Linked DNA regions of Sus scrofa: region 1 is linked to region 2. The links are chromatin contacts, called in public HiChIP or PLAC-seq maps. All regions are on one chromosome and are shown on one strand. The core of a region is the stretch at or near the end of the contact, and the rest is flanking DNA. Distances in the headings are between cores, read along the strand shown. Region 1 holds the start of MARCH7 (E3 ubiquitin-protein ligase MARCH7). Region 2 overlaps BAZ2B (bromodomain adjacent to zinc finger domain protein 2B).

Evidence for each region. HiChIP or PLAC-seq counts read pairs in DNA pulled down with a chosen protein or histone mark.
Region 1: a contact with region 2 is called in an H3K27ac HiChIP or PLAC-seq map of alveolar macrophages. The contact joins the promoter of MARCH7 here to the enhancer-like site in region 2. A contact is called at or near these places in 1 of 5 promoter capture datasets (liver), 7 of 47 Hi-C or Micro-C datasets (embryonic fibroblasts, heart right ventricle, mesenteric adipose tissue and 3 more) and 2 of 2 datasets of contacts at active chromatin or transcription factors (alveolar macrophages and skeletal muscle).

What each region holds. Positions count from the first base shown.
Region 1 is chr15:66,648,004-66,650,703 of Sscrofa11.1, forward strand. It overlaps MARCH7 (E3 ubiquitin-protein ligase MARCH7), which reads left to right and starts at 1,360. Exons shown (of 10, transcript XR_299495.3): 1 at 1,360-1,643. LOC110256931 (a long non-coding RNA gene) reads right to left here and starts at 1,387. Exons shown (of 5, transcript XR_002339014.1): 1 at 1,251-1,387.
Region 2 is chr15:66,392,739-66,395,438 of Sscrofa11.1, forward strand. The region is part of intron 2 of BAZ2B (bromodomain adjacent to zinc finger domain protein 2B); the gene reads right to left. Among named protein-coding and RNA genes, the nearest start is that of BAZ2B, 17 kb to the right of the region's middle. Within about 2 kb of position 1,398, at least 4 of the 83 cell types and tissues checked have an H3K27ac peak or open chromatin away from gene starts, as enhancers often do. A contact at or near this core is called in alveolar macrophages, where this site is marked.

The DNA of each region.
Region 1 (2,700 bases), core at 110-2,609, 260 kb after region 2:
AGTCTTCAACTCACCTTTTTTTTTTTTTTTTTTTCTTGGTCTTTTTAGGGCTGCACACACGGCACATGGAGGTTCTCAGGCTAGGGGTTGAATAGGAGCTGCAGCTGCCAGCCTACACCACAGCCAGAGCAATGCCAGATCTGAGCCTCATCTGCAACCTACACCACAGCTCATGGCAATGCTGGATCCTTAACCCACTAGGCGAGGCCAGGAATCAAAGCCACCTCCTCACGGATACTAGTCGGATATGTTAACTGCTGAGCCACAATGGGAACTCCTTCAACTCACATTTTAAAGAGATAGAATGGCATTTATATGCCAACTTTAAATAATAATTATCTTTAATATTTTACAATTTACAATAGTGAAGAATGAACAGTCTGTTAGTTTCTAAGACAGAGGGATGATACATTTCACCCTCCGGATGAAATAACAAAAACCACAAACTTCATACTACATTTATTGAAATTACTTGGATCTAAAGAATTGCTTAAACAACCTAATGAAAATAGGTCAGTGTACCAATCAAGTGTAATCAGTATGCCTCCAAGTTTCAATAACTTAATCTTTACTGGTGAAGAACTTTGATGTTTGGTACATTATTCAAAATCCACATATTCACCTAAATTCACCGAAATTGTGGCTTTTTCCTCTAATCTACTCCTTTTCATTAGGATTCTTTTATATCTTGGTTTACCACATTTACAGATTTCTGAAAGTTTCGTCTCATTCTCGTCAGGCCATTTACCTCACAATTTTCCTCTCTAAATGGATGAATTCTTACTGCAAAATCTGTAGCTACACTACCAAAGATTAGTAAAACGATCTTAAAAGACTTGTCTAAGAAACTACACCACCACCACTGAATTACAACCAGTAACAAATGGTCCGGGACAAATCCACTCCAACCTTTAAAGGAGAGGGTTCGGATACACAGGGCAGACAGGGAATGGGAGGAGGGGAGGTCGGAAAAGGCAGTGTTTGATTCAAGTCAATAAACATTGACTGCGCCACTCCTCAAGCGGAAAAAAAAAGGGGCGGGGGCGGTATTTTGAGCAGTGGGCCTTGCAGGTTTGCAGGAGGAGGCAAGAGCCTGTGCCACGGACTTGGGCTCTGGAGAACGGCAGGGCTGGATACCAGCCCTTCGCCAAGCCAGGCGAGGGCGGCCAACTAGGGCCGGGCCTCCAGCGCCCAGCTCCCGGCGCCCGCACCCTCGCAAGCCCGCCGGCCGACCAGTCGAAGCCGCTTACCGATGGCGCCTCGCTGACTCCCCAGGGGCAGCCCTTCAACGGTTGCCGCAGTCAGAGCACCACCCCGCGGTGGGGTACGTCGAGTCCGCCCGCAGTTCTCGGGTCCGCGGAGCTTCGCCACTCTCGCGAGAAGTCGGCGGAATCCGCGAAGTGGTGGGGTTGGGGGAAGGAAGAGAAGGGAGGGGCTTTTAACGGTGGCGGCTGCTTCTGCGCCTGATCCTGGAGAAGGGCGGGCGCCATTGTGCTTCGCCGCCGACTGTTCAGCCTCATTTAGAGGCCTAGAACTCAGAGGAAGAAGGTAGTGGTGTGATCGCTGGGAGCCGGACGCGCCTGTTCGGTGTTAGCACCGGAAGAAGGGGAATAAGCTGCGGAGTTTGGGCTTCTACCTCTGGGGTAGGTGGTTCTAGTCTAGGCCGCTGGTGGGGGAGGGGAGGAAATGAAGTGCGGCCCCGGGGACGCGGAGGCCCCTGCTTCCTTCCTCTCTAGATGGGGTGAAGGAGCTTGATCCCGCGAACGAAGCGGAGCTGTCCGCAGGCCTTCTTTGCCCGGAGCCTTTCGTCCCGTGGTGGAGTTTTGTGACGGGTGAAGGGGGCAGGTTGTGCGTCTTCCATATGGACTTGCGGCGGGCTCGGGCAAGGGGCTTGAGCCATATTTTGGCCTTTGGCGGCCTCCCCTTAGGTTGGGTTTAGGAGGGTCTTTACCGAGCCCCGAGGGCGAGCAGTGTCACGTGTAAAATATTTAATGAGCGAGGTGTTGAAGGCCAAGAGACTCAGGGCTCTGCCAGCCCAGCCTTGAATTGTAGGGACTTTGCCAGCACCTTAGATGCGGTAAATATTTGCTGATTGATTGTCCAAGTTCTTGAGTATCGTAATAACTTTGGGCTTTCTTTTGCTTTGTGGTAAATTGTACGTTCTTCAAATGGAAATACGTGATGATATGTGTAAGAACGGACTTGTTGGCCTAAGAAGTAAAAATATGGAGGGCATCAGTAGAACATAGTACTCCTTCATTTTGATGAAACTGCATAATGAAGATGACTGTGTACACACACCAAAAATACTGTAATTCTTTTTTCCTACGTACAGATGTAAATATATGGGCAACATCTCTCTTGGTAATAAATTCATCACGAATGCTGTCGTTTGTCACTATTAAGAACAAAGGTGCCAAGTGAAGTGGAATTCAGTAAGATTTTTTTTTTCCGATTTTGTATAATATTTTAGTTTTTTTTTTCATTTTAAAAATAATTTAAAAATCTCTCCTTGCTCTCATCTGTCCGTTTCTGTCTAGAGCCAAGAGGTAAGGTTAAAGATGAATTTTTGACTTAAAAATCAAATGGTATACCATTGTTAAAAAGGCAGGCATATAGTGTAACTAGATTTTTGCTTTCCTTTGAGATAAAATTTTGTTTCAGAAATGGGGTCATTACAGAATTCCCTGGTGGCTCAGC
Region 2 (2,700 bases), core at 148-2,647:
TTGATCTAGCAATTCCCCACTCCTGGGCACCTATCCAGAGAAAACAAAGACTTGAAAAGACACATGTACTCCAATGTTTATTGAAGTACTGTATACAATATCCAAGACGTGGCAACAACCTAAATGTCCATCGACAGAAAAGTGCATAAAGAATTGTGGTACAGAAGTTCCCGTCGTGGCACAGTGGTTAACGAATCCGACTAGGAACCATGAGGTTGCGGGTTCGGTCCCTGCCCTTGCTCAGTGGGTTAAGGATCCGGTGTTGCCGTGAGCTGTGGTGTAGGTTGCAGACACAGCTCGGATCCTGCGTTGCTGTGGCCCTGGCGTAGGCCGGTGGCTACAGCTCCGATTGGACCAATAGCCTGGGAACCTCCATATGCACAGGAGCAGCCCAAGAAATAGCAAAAAGACAAAAAAAAAAAAAAAAAAAAAGAATTGTGGTACATATACACAATGGAATATTACCCAGCTATTAAAAGGAAAGAAATAATGGCATTTTCAGCAACATGGATGGACCTAGAAATGATCATGCTAAGTGAAGTCAGTCAGACAATGAGACATCAATATCACATGCTATCACTTTCATGTGGAATCTAAAAAAAGACACAGTGAATTTCTACGCAGAACAGATACTGAGTTACAGACTTTAAAAAGCTTATGGTTTTCAAATGAGACAGATTGGGGGTTAGGGGGATGCACTGAGGGTTTGGGATAGAAATGCTATAAACTTTGGTTGTGGTGATCACTGTACAACTATAAATGTAGTAAAATTCATTGAGTAATATATAAAAAGAGAAAATGTGCACTTTAGATAAAGAAGACTGGTTGGAAGTTTATTAGGATCTAATTTCTCTTTTCTCTTTTGGCTCTACTTCCTCAGATAGGTCCTTCACTTCAGTTTTGTAAGACAAAAGAAGATCCTTTCTCACCATTTCTTATAAAAAATCCCAGAATGGAATCTCTTTGACTTTCATTAGTCTTACTTGCATCATGTGCCTTCCTTAACCAATCACATAACCATCACTGTGTGGGAAATAGGATGTTTGGATTGACTAGATTATGTCACATGCTATCCCCAGAAGCATGAAAATTTTTTAAGAAAGAAAGTGGGGTATTTTGAGGGAGGACAACTTCAGGTAATGGTGAAGTAGTAGTTAAATAGTGACAAGAATCTTCCACAGTAAATAATTATAAAAACTGGATTTTAAATAACAATAAAACTAAAGATATTGGGAAGAATCTGAAAGCAGAGAAAAGTCAGGGGAAAGTTTTCATCTAGAAAAAAGTTAACAAGAAGGGGTAGCAAGTGTGACTTTGTGGCTTTCTGGTCTGAAAATGTCTAAACCTCACAGGTATACTAACTACAGAAGAGAGAGGAAGATGAAATAGAAGGCTTATCAACAAAAGGTGCCAGAGGTCAGATCCAGGGCTAAGAAAATACCAGGAAATAAGGATATTTAAAGGGGAAATCTTGGCACTGATCAAGCCACAGAAAGAGACCCAAATCTGAACTTAAACTTTCCAAATGCCAAGCTACGAGTACACTGTGCATGAATGGGGAAGTACTCCAGGGGCACAGTAAAACAGCTAGCAGAGAAAGTACATAGAGCAGATTTATTCAGTTTGATGTATTTCTTAATTGAGTGCATATCTTCACCATGATTAGCTTAGGCAGCAGAAAGCTTGAAGTGTCAGAGAACAGAGTCCAAAGCTGACAGAGCCACTGGAAATCAGGGGGTAATCTCTGAAGCAAGGAAACTACAGAGAGAAAGAGACTCTCATCTCTGCCATGTACTTGGCTGACCCAACAATTTTTATAGGCACAGAGGAGACCCACAGGTGGTCAGTCTGAAAAAGCAGCACTGGGAAGCCAAAAAACAAAGCACAGATTATCATTAGTATATTTTCTGATCATGATAAAACTAAAATGGACATCAATTCAAAAACCTGTTAAATTACTGATTTTTAAATAACCCATCAGTGAAAGAAGAATCCACAAAGAAAAATAGGAATTATTTTACCAGAATGATAATGAAATGTAAACATATCAAAATTTGTGAGATGCAGCTAAAGTGGTATTTAAAAGGGAAATTTATAGCATTAAATGTATACATAACAAAAGGAGAAAGGTCTAACATAAATGATCTAAGCTTCCCTTTTAAGAAATCAGGAAAAAAGAAGAGGAAATCATACCCATGGAAAAAGAGAAGGAAATAATAAAGGGTAGAAATCAATGAAACAGAAAACAGAATATTGAAAAAAAATTTATGAAGCTCAAAGCTAGTTTGTCAGAAAGATTAATAAAATTGATAAAGCAAGCTCTAGTCACAAAGTTAAAAGGGAAAAGGCACAAATTATTAATACCAATAATGAAAGAGAAGATATCACTACAAATTCTACACATTCATCAGATAGGATACTATTTGGAAAAACTTTGTACTTATAAATTCAGTGACTTGTATGAAATGGACAAATGCCTTCAAAGACATAACTACCAAACTCATCACAGAGACAAAGCTAACCTGAATAATTGTATATTTATATTTTAAAAGTTGAATTCATGATTTAATATCTTCCAACAACACCATTTAAAAAAAACAATACTCCAACAACCTTCCAAGTCCAGATGACTTCAGTAGTGGATTCTACCAAATTTTTAGGTTAGAAATTATATCAATTTGACACAAACTCTTCCTTAAA